2 separate regions of the Mus musculus genome follow, and region 2 is linked to region 1. Evidence: chromatin contacts called from public HiChIP or PLAC-seq data. All regions are on one chromosome and are shown on one strand. The core of a region is the stretch at or near the end of the contact, and the rest is flanking DNA. Distances in the headings are between cores, read along the strand shown.

The links. HiChIP or PLAC-seq counts read pairs in DNA pulled down with a chosen protein or histone mark.
Region 2: a contact with region 1 is called in a FOXA1 HiChIP or PLAC-seq map of pancreatic cancer cells. The contact joins two enhancer-like sites. A contact is called at or near these places in 1 of 39 promoter capture datasets (the C10 cell line), 1 of 15 datasets of contacts at CTCF or cohesin (the NIH/3T3 cell line), 23 of 484 Hi-C or Micro-C datasets (3T3-L1-derived adipocytes, the AML12 cell line, the G1E-ER4 cell line and 11 more), 6 of 115 datasets of contacts at active chromatin or transcription factors (the NIH/3T3 cell line, cardiomyocytes, embryonic stem cells and 2 more) and 1 of 9 other capture datasets (embryonic stem cells).

Annotation. Positions count from the first base shown.
Region 1 is chr5:64,388,214-64,392,302 of GRCm38.p6, forward strand. Gm43837 (a long non-coding RNA gene) reads left to right here. Exons shown (of 3, transcript XR_003955925.1): 3 at 1,516-1,662. Among named protein-coding and RNA genes, the nearest start is that of Gm43837, 12 kb to the left of the region's middle. Within about 2 kb of position 1,753, at least 114 of the 459 cell types and tissues checked have an H3K27ac peak or open chromatin away from gene starts, as enhancers often do. A contact at or near this core is called in pancreatic cancer cells and proximal limb bud, where this site is marked.
Region 2 is chr5:64,566,356-64,570,444 of GRCm38.p6, forward strand. No RefSeq gene overlaps it. Among named protein-coding and RNA genes, the nearest start is that of Gm31423, 36 kb to the left of the region's middle. Within about 2 kb of position 1,691, at least 21 of the 459 cell types and tissues checked have an H3K27ac peak or open chromatin away from gene starts, as enhancers often do. A contact at or near this core is called in pancreatic cancer cells and proximal limb bud, where this site is marked.

The sequences.
Region 1 (4,089 bases), core at 503-3,002:
GGCCCTTTATTGAGTGATCACTACAGTCTATCGAAAGCTTTGCATTCTCTGCCCTTCCCTTCTCAATACCACATCTGACATAGGCAGATCCCAGCCAAGAGTGTGTTGATTAAAGTTTGTGTTTGGGGACTGAACACATGACTCCATAAGCAAGAGCGTTAAAAGACCAGAATTGGATCCCATGATGCACATAAAAAGCCAGGCATGGCTCTATGTGCACCTCTAACCCCAATGCTGAGAAGGGGGCTGGTGGAGAAGCAGAGACATACCATTCCACTTTGTGCTCCCGGCCGGTCACACACTTCCAGTCACCCACCAAGGGACTCTTTCATTGGCGAATGAAAGATACACACACACTAGCTTGTTTTTGAAATGCTGTGATTAGCTCAAAGGTTAGGCAGTGCTAAGCCTTTGCCTGCTACCCCAGGCCCAATAGGGAAGTGGGCAGTGGCCACTTACCAGAATTCTTACACTGCTCAGAGGCTCTCTCTGCCACAGCTCTAAATCTGAGCCATCTCTCAACTCATCTCAAGCCATCTCAGGCAATCCTCTGTCTCCACTTCTCTATCCCAAGCCCTCGCAAATCTAAGTGTCCCGGTCCATCTCCTTTTGCCCAACCATTGACTGCTAGCATCTTTATTGATCAATCAAAAACCAATTGGGGACAAGGTCCTTCAGCATTTGGACACACAGATTCCTGATTAAATCAAAGCATTAGAACCAATCCTCAATACATCAGTCCAGACACAGGTTCAGAGACCCTGTCTAGGAGGAATAAAAAGGAGAGTAATGGGACAAGATCCCAGGTGTCCTTATCTGACTTCTGCCTACATGCATAGATAGACATGTACACATGAACATACATGTGCACATACACGACACACAGATACAAAAGCCATGTTTTTCTTTAGTCTCAAAAAACCCTGAAAAATCCCAGAGGCTGCAAGTTGCTCCTGCTTGAAATCCATGGAGATCACTAAGGCTTCTCTGAGTCAGCTAGGAGTCTGAATGAGCTCAGAAAACCAGGAGCTAACTGTGAGGAGGTGGTAGGGAGGGGGTGTCAGGGTGGGAGGGTTGCCACTAGCTTCTGCAGGGGATGGGGAAGAGGAGAGAGTGGGGAGAATGGAAGGAGGGGACCATCCAGCAGCTGGCCCAGCTGTGTGGCCTGTGCTGTCCTCCCTTTCTGGCCCTCAATTGCTCTTTGAACAGCTCTGCATTTATGGCCACTTGGACAAGCCCCGGCATTGTTTGCCTCTAGTATCTAAGGTCAGAGGCCTTAGAGGAATGGCATGGTTCTATTTCCTTAAATAGTGACTTGGGAATGAAATGAGTAAGCGTGTCTTTAATTAGCCATACCCCAGAGGCCTGCGGGGGTGGGGGGGTCTGGTAGATGGTGGGCCCCCTGCCAAGATCAGCATTGTGAGGCTGGTATTTGGTCCAGGGTGTGGGGGGGGGGGGAGGGTTCAGTGCTATGCATTATTTACCCTCCCTCCTCATCTCCTATTGTCCTATCAGCCTCAACTCCAATTCTGTCCCCATGTCAACATGAAGGATGCCCCGGAGCTGGAGAGAGGAAAGAAGGGAGCCCTTTCTGAGCAACTACCACAGCCTAGGCACTGTGCCAGACACTGGAAAGGGCAAGGTCAAAGATGGAAGGATCGTGCGGAGGTGAGCCAATGAAGGCTGAGCCCAGGCCACCTAGTCCCACAGTGGTGATGCAGTTAAAGCATAAGGGTCCCTGGCACCAGGGGAGGTTTCAGAATTGCTGTATCCCCTTTACTGCATTTTTCACACTCTGTAACCACACCACAGAGCCACCCCTGCTACAATCTCCACCCTGTTTCTTTCTGTTGCTTCCAGAACCTGCCTGGGTTCTCTTTCCTCAAAACCTCCAGGGGGCTGCTAGGCATCTCTACACTCTTTCTTTCTTCTCTCTCTGAGAGAAAATCCCTTTCCAGCCTCCCTCTGCTTACAGCTACCTTTCCTTCTGTTTCTTCAGTTCTTGTTGTCGATGTCACAGAAAAGAAAATGATCATTCAGAAAGAACAAAGGGAGGAGGCAAAGGAGCCTGCAAAGGAGATGCTGATTGGCTGAAGGTTTAAGGATGCTGCAAGTGTGGAAGCCAAAGAGGGAGAAGTGCCTGAGACCACCGCCCAGACAGGAGCCATAGCTGACTGTGGAAGGGAGACTAGGAATAGCCACAAGAAAGAAATTTCCATTCAGAAGGAATGGAACGGGCAAAAGAATTTGGGAAGAAGTTGAGTGGTTAATCTACTCAGGTTTTACCTTCTGATGTTGATGTTTCTAAGAAATTGTGATTGCAGAAAGGGTCAGAACATTTTCTGTCTTCTCAGCTACTCAGATTGGAATTTCAGAGTCCACTTGGGCTGGCAGGCTGAGACAGACAGTATCCCCAGACCATGTCCCCCATACCCCTTCCCACAACTCCCCCCCGCCCCCCCGCCCGTACCATCTTCACCTCCAAGGAATGAGGGAACACCTTGGGCAGGTCTGGGCAGGGCAGGCCTGTTTTGCCCAGGTCAGCTGTGGTCGCCTCAGGAATGAGAAAGAAAGCCTGACTATAAACAAGACTTTTTCCACGATCCCTTGATGTGCGCTCCTTATGGGAGGCACAGGACGTCCAGAGCTCTCTTCTCAGTGTTTGGCTAGGGCTTACCTGGCTTCACGCTCTTCACTCTCCTCTACCTCTTGACCTCACATGCTGATTTGTGCTTCTGGGGTCTTACATAATATGTTATCCTGGAATCATGTTTTAAATGGTGCTTTGTGAAAATGGCATTGCTGGGGCTAATGCTGCACCACAAAGTAATCCCTGGAGATGCGGAGTGTGGTCCAGGGCCAGCAGCATCAACATCTCTTGGGAACTTGTTAGAGATACAGGCCCCAGGGTCCTACCTGTGGGTGGAGTACTGCCATCAGAATTTTAACAAGCCCTATGGTGGGTCTGACTTTTGAGCATGCTCCAATTAGGAAGGAAGCTATTTAATGCCAGGAGATGGAACCCTGGGTTTGTAGACTTACCAAGGAACCAAAAATACCATTTGTCTGCTGCAAGACCCTAGGCTTGTTGCACCAGAGGCAGAGATGTGATTTCTTAGCAAGCTAATGAACCTTTGCTCTCCAAGATGGAGGGGGTGTGGGGGGGGGAGGAGCTTTTGACAAGGATGCAGGGGGTGGGGGACTTCCTGATGGGGGCAGGTGACCTTCACAGGAAGGGTTTTGGTTCCAGCACAACTACTGTGAAGGAATGCTCCCATTCAGAGCTGTAGGATGTCCTGAGGGGGGTGGGGGTGGGGGTGGGTACCTCCCTCCCTTCTTGGAAGTTGCCACACCTAATTCTCTAGCATGCCGGCCGGCTGGGAAGAGGAAATGGACTGTGACTGAAGTGAGAGAAGCTCAAATGCTCGGTGAGGGACTTTTCTGAGGGCAGTGCCTGGAACCAACTTTCAGTGTGGGTTGTGCAATCTCCTTTGGACATCTCTTCTTGGGGCAGGAGAATGGAACCGCTAAGTGTCCTGAAGGGACTTTGGTCCTGGCTTTTCATGATGTAGCTCTGTACTCCTGGGGAGATCCCTCAATCTTTCAGGGCCACTAAAGCCTTGCTCATACACCGGAAATGATGATAGCAAGACGGACAGAAGTTTGGCAGGTTTTGGGTACCATCCCAGGTAAGCACCAGTCAGTGCTGGGTCTAGAACAGTGCACTAAGCTTGAGTGGTGCAGACACTGTATCCCCCACACGCTCACTGAAAGGACAAGGGATTCATAGTCTCCCACTGAAGTAGCTGGAAGGCCACCACTCTGCAGCTATTTCAGACCTTTATGCTCAGCACAATATTACCATGATCCTGTTCCCAGAGCTTAATGGAACTCTAGAGAGGTGTTCTTCATGGTGTTTCCTATTGCTGGGATATCTCCTCTTCTGGTCACTTGTCTTTCAGGAGAGTGGTTGTAAGAAAGCCGTGAGGGCTTACATCTCTTCCCAGGCCTGAGGGAGGAAACAGGTAAAAAGAAGAGAAAAATGAAGTCTCTAGGGTAGAACGACAAGGTGTACAGGAGGTAGCAGCT
Region 2 (4,089 bases), core at 441-2,940, 180 kb after region 1:
AACACCTTTGAAGAAGCCACATTTACCTCGGGCCAAACATCGTGTCCACAATGGGGGGTTATTCACTTCCACTTGAGAGGAGACAGGCAAAATGACTACTTTCAGTCAATGAGGTTCAGATTTTTACATTTTCCTAAGCTTTTGGCTTTCCTGACTATCCTGGCCAAAACAAAACAAACACTTTAAGGAGAGAGGCTTCTGATTGTTTATTATGACGAACCAGACATTAAGGTGCCTCTATGATCCTTGTCCCCTGGAATGCACGCTGCTGCAAAGTCCCCTCCCCTTGCGTGTAGTGAGGCCCTGTGAGTTGCTTTAGAACATGGGAAACATCTGGAATTTCACTCCGTTATGATTCCATGACGTTATGCAAGACGCAGTCTAGAGTCTCTGTCTCTCTAATCACTCTGAGAACTCAGACTTCTACCAGACCTACGTTGAAATGAGACAGAAAACGACAATGTACTGGGTGTTGTCACCGAGTGCCAGATGAGACTCAGCCATGGGTGATAACTTCTTTGCAGCCTCAGAGGACCTGGCTGCAAACAGCACTGAACACTACATACACTCCCCTCAGCCAACCTGTTGTTTTGACCCTGTATTCTTACACTGGGTTCATCTCTCTCTGAAAGTCTGAGAACTATTGGTCTTGGTTGTTTTCACCATCCTTGTGTATCATGGCACAAACTCAAGGACACTCTTGCCAGGCCACACCATCAGAGAAAAGCCACACATGGCCAACAGTGGTTTCTCCTTCACCACAAATGGAGACAGCCTAAGACACTCAGCGGGAGATGATTGTCAAACCCTTCCTCAGAATGCAACGCTTGGCTCAAAACATCTATCTGATTGCTGATGGTCCTGTATATGGAGGCCTTGGGGGGTGTGGGGCGAGGGGGTGAGCATGGTTATAATAGGATGTAAGCTCTAAATACATGCATACTATTTGACCTAAAATTCCTTTTCTAGAGGCTTATTCAAGAATATAGCTAGATAAGTGTCCCAAAATGGAGCCCGGGTTTGTGTTCCAGCAACGTTCCTGAGAACAAGAAAGCAGAAACCAGGTTGACTAGATCAGAATTACCAGAGGTTAAATAATGTGGAACCCTCCTAAACAGTCTGTGGATTTATAGTTTTTGGTCACAGAATAGTGTGTGCAAAAGTAAAAAGCTAGCATACAAGAAAATATGTAAGGTCTTCATATCCAATGTATGTGTGTTTGCTTACATGTGTGTCTAAAATGTAAGTACACAGTCTTTTAAATGTGAATAAAACTGGATGTGCAACTGTTAGTATCTGAGTCACTGTCTCATGTCTTACATGTGGTGTGTTTATTTTCTAGCTATAGCTTCTATACTTCTAGAACATTCGCATGTAAATTTTGAAGTTTTGTCCGTTTATGTCGTTGTTATTTCTAAGTGGCAGTGCCCATCTCTAACTTCTGACCTCCAGGTAGGCTGGGTGTTCTGAATGGACCAGGGAGACCTGTGTTTGTTCCTGGCTGGTGCTGAGAACACCATCCTGGCAAAGAAACTCTACCTCCTCCCACTTCTGTCCCTCAGAGAGTTGGCCACACGACTGGGGCACCAGCTGCCACTCTTTTTCTGCCCATGCTCACACCACTGACTCATACCTCAGCAACCACGCTAGTTTCAAAAGATAAGTTTTTACCACAGCGGTGTGTTCATATCAGTCACCAAATGCTATACAGACGGTTCAACCTGCGTCACCCAACCATAGCTCTGTGCTGGATGCTAATGGCACAGATAACTTTGTATGTTTAGGCAGCCAAAGAGTAGAAGGCAAGAAAAATACAAACAGAGATCATGACTATAGCCTATTTAAAAAAAAAAGTCAATATAGCATTTGTTGTGGGTTTTAAGTATCCATTTAGGAAATAAAATTGGGCTGTTTCATTTGCCTTTTTCCTTCTTCCTTTAGAGTTTTCCTAGAAGCCCTTTAAGAGGAAAGATGTAGATGGTTTGGGAGAGAAGGGTTGGTGTCCACCCTTCAACACTTGTTTCCAAGTTTTCAATGCTTGTTCTCCAGCTGGTGGCACTATCTGGGGAATCTGGGGCAACTTGGGAAGTTGTCAGTGGCTGGTGGAAGCAGCAGAGGTGGACTTTTGAAGATTGTGGTTGGCCCTTGGTTCTAGTCACTCTCTGCTCCCTGTCTACCACGATGTGAACAGCAGCCACATCTGCCACCGCCCCAACGGAGATGTTCTGGAATCATGAGCCAAAGTAAATCATTTCTTCCTTTGGTGCTTTCTTTCTTTCTTTCTTTCTTTCTTTCTTTCTTTCTTTCTTTCTTTCTTTCTTTCTTTCTTTCTTTCTTATTTCTTCCTTCCTCCCTCCCTCCCTCCCTTCCTTCCTTTCTTTCTTTTTTTAATTTATTTACATTTCAAGTGTTATCTCCTTACCCAGTCCCCCACCCCATCCCCAGAAACCTCCTATCCAACCCCCCTTCCCCCTGCTTCTATGAGAGTGTTCCTCCACCCACCCACCCACTCCCACCTCCCTGCCATTGATTCCCCTACACTGGGACATCTATCGAGCCCTTACAGGACCAAGGCCCTCTCTTCCCACCGATGCCTGAGAAAGCCATCCTCTGCTACATATGCAGCTGGAGCCATGTGTACTTCTTGGTTGGTGGCTTAGTCTCTGAGAGCTCTGCATGTCTGGTTGGTTGGTATTATTGTTCTTCATATGGAGTTGCAAACCCTTTCAGCTCCTTTCAGTCCTTTTTCTAACTCCTCCATTAGGGATCCCGAGCTCAGTGCAATGGTTGACTGCAAGCATACAGCTCTGTATTTGTAAGGCTCTGGCAGGGCCTCTCAGGAGACAGCTATATTGGGCTCCTTTCAGCAAGCATTTCTTAACATCCACAATAGTGTCTGTGTTTGGTGACTGTATCTGGGATGAATCCCCAGGTGGGACAGTCTCTGGATGGCCTTTCCTTCAGTCTCTGCTCTGCACTCCTTTGGTGGTTTCTGTCTGGGGTTCTGTCATGGTGATGCAGACATAACTAATACAGTTAGGATGAAAAATAGTTGCTCAGCAGAAAGCTGAGAATTTTCACAGATGGAAGGCATCCTACCAGCCAGCTTCTCATCCATGTGGTGGGAATGCAGGACAAGAGAGGATTTCTTCCCCTAAATAACAGGAGGCAGTTTACCCCAGCTGAGGCTACTCTACTTGGGAGCCATGGTTTGATGAACAAGATAGATGATGTAAGACTCCTGGGTCAGAGATTCAAGACAGTTGGTTCCTTACAGCAACAGCAGTGGCCATCTCAGTAGCACCTGACAGCTCCCTGCCTTGGCTGCTTTTCTCATCACCATGACAACACACCTGGGAGACTAACTTAAGAGAGGAAAGAGCACATTCTGGCTCACAGTTTCAGAAACATCTTTCTTTCATGACAGGAAGGTCATGGTGGGACAGAGCTATTTGCACTGTGGTGGCTTAGAAGCAAAAAGAAAGGAATGGACCAGAACATGGCATAGACCCCAAGGATTCACACCTGGTGACATAATTCCTCTCCCTGAGCCTCATCTCTAACACTGTACCATGTGTGCGTGTGCATGTGCGTGTATGTGTGCGTGTGTGTGTGTGTGACCTGTGTGTAGTTCTTCATGTTTGGGAAGTCAGAAGAGGGTGTTAGCTCCCCTTGGAACTAGAGTTACTGGTAGCTGTAAGCCTCCTGACCTGGGTGCTGGGAATTGAACTCAGGTTCTCTGGAAGAGCAGCAACCATTCTTAACTGTAGAGCCATCTCTTTTGTCCAGTCTTGCATCATCTTTATATACTGCCATCACACTATAAATCAAGGCGTTAGTACATTCATTAGATCAGGAAACACCCCGAATCACAATCTAATCATCTCTGGAAGCACCGTGACAGGCACATATGTGCTTTGACAATCCCCTAGGTGTGTCTATGTCTAATCAAGTGAACAATTAAGATTAAACATCTCTCTCTCTTTCCCTCTGCTTCCCATATAGACAAGGTAAGGATAAGAGTAACCCTTTACCCACTGGGAATTGTGACAGAAGCAGAACCTAACCCTAGAAGCTGGAGTATTTCAC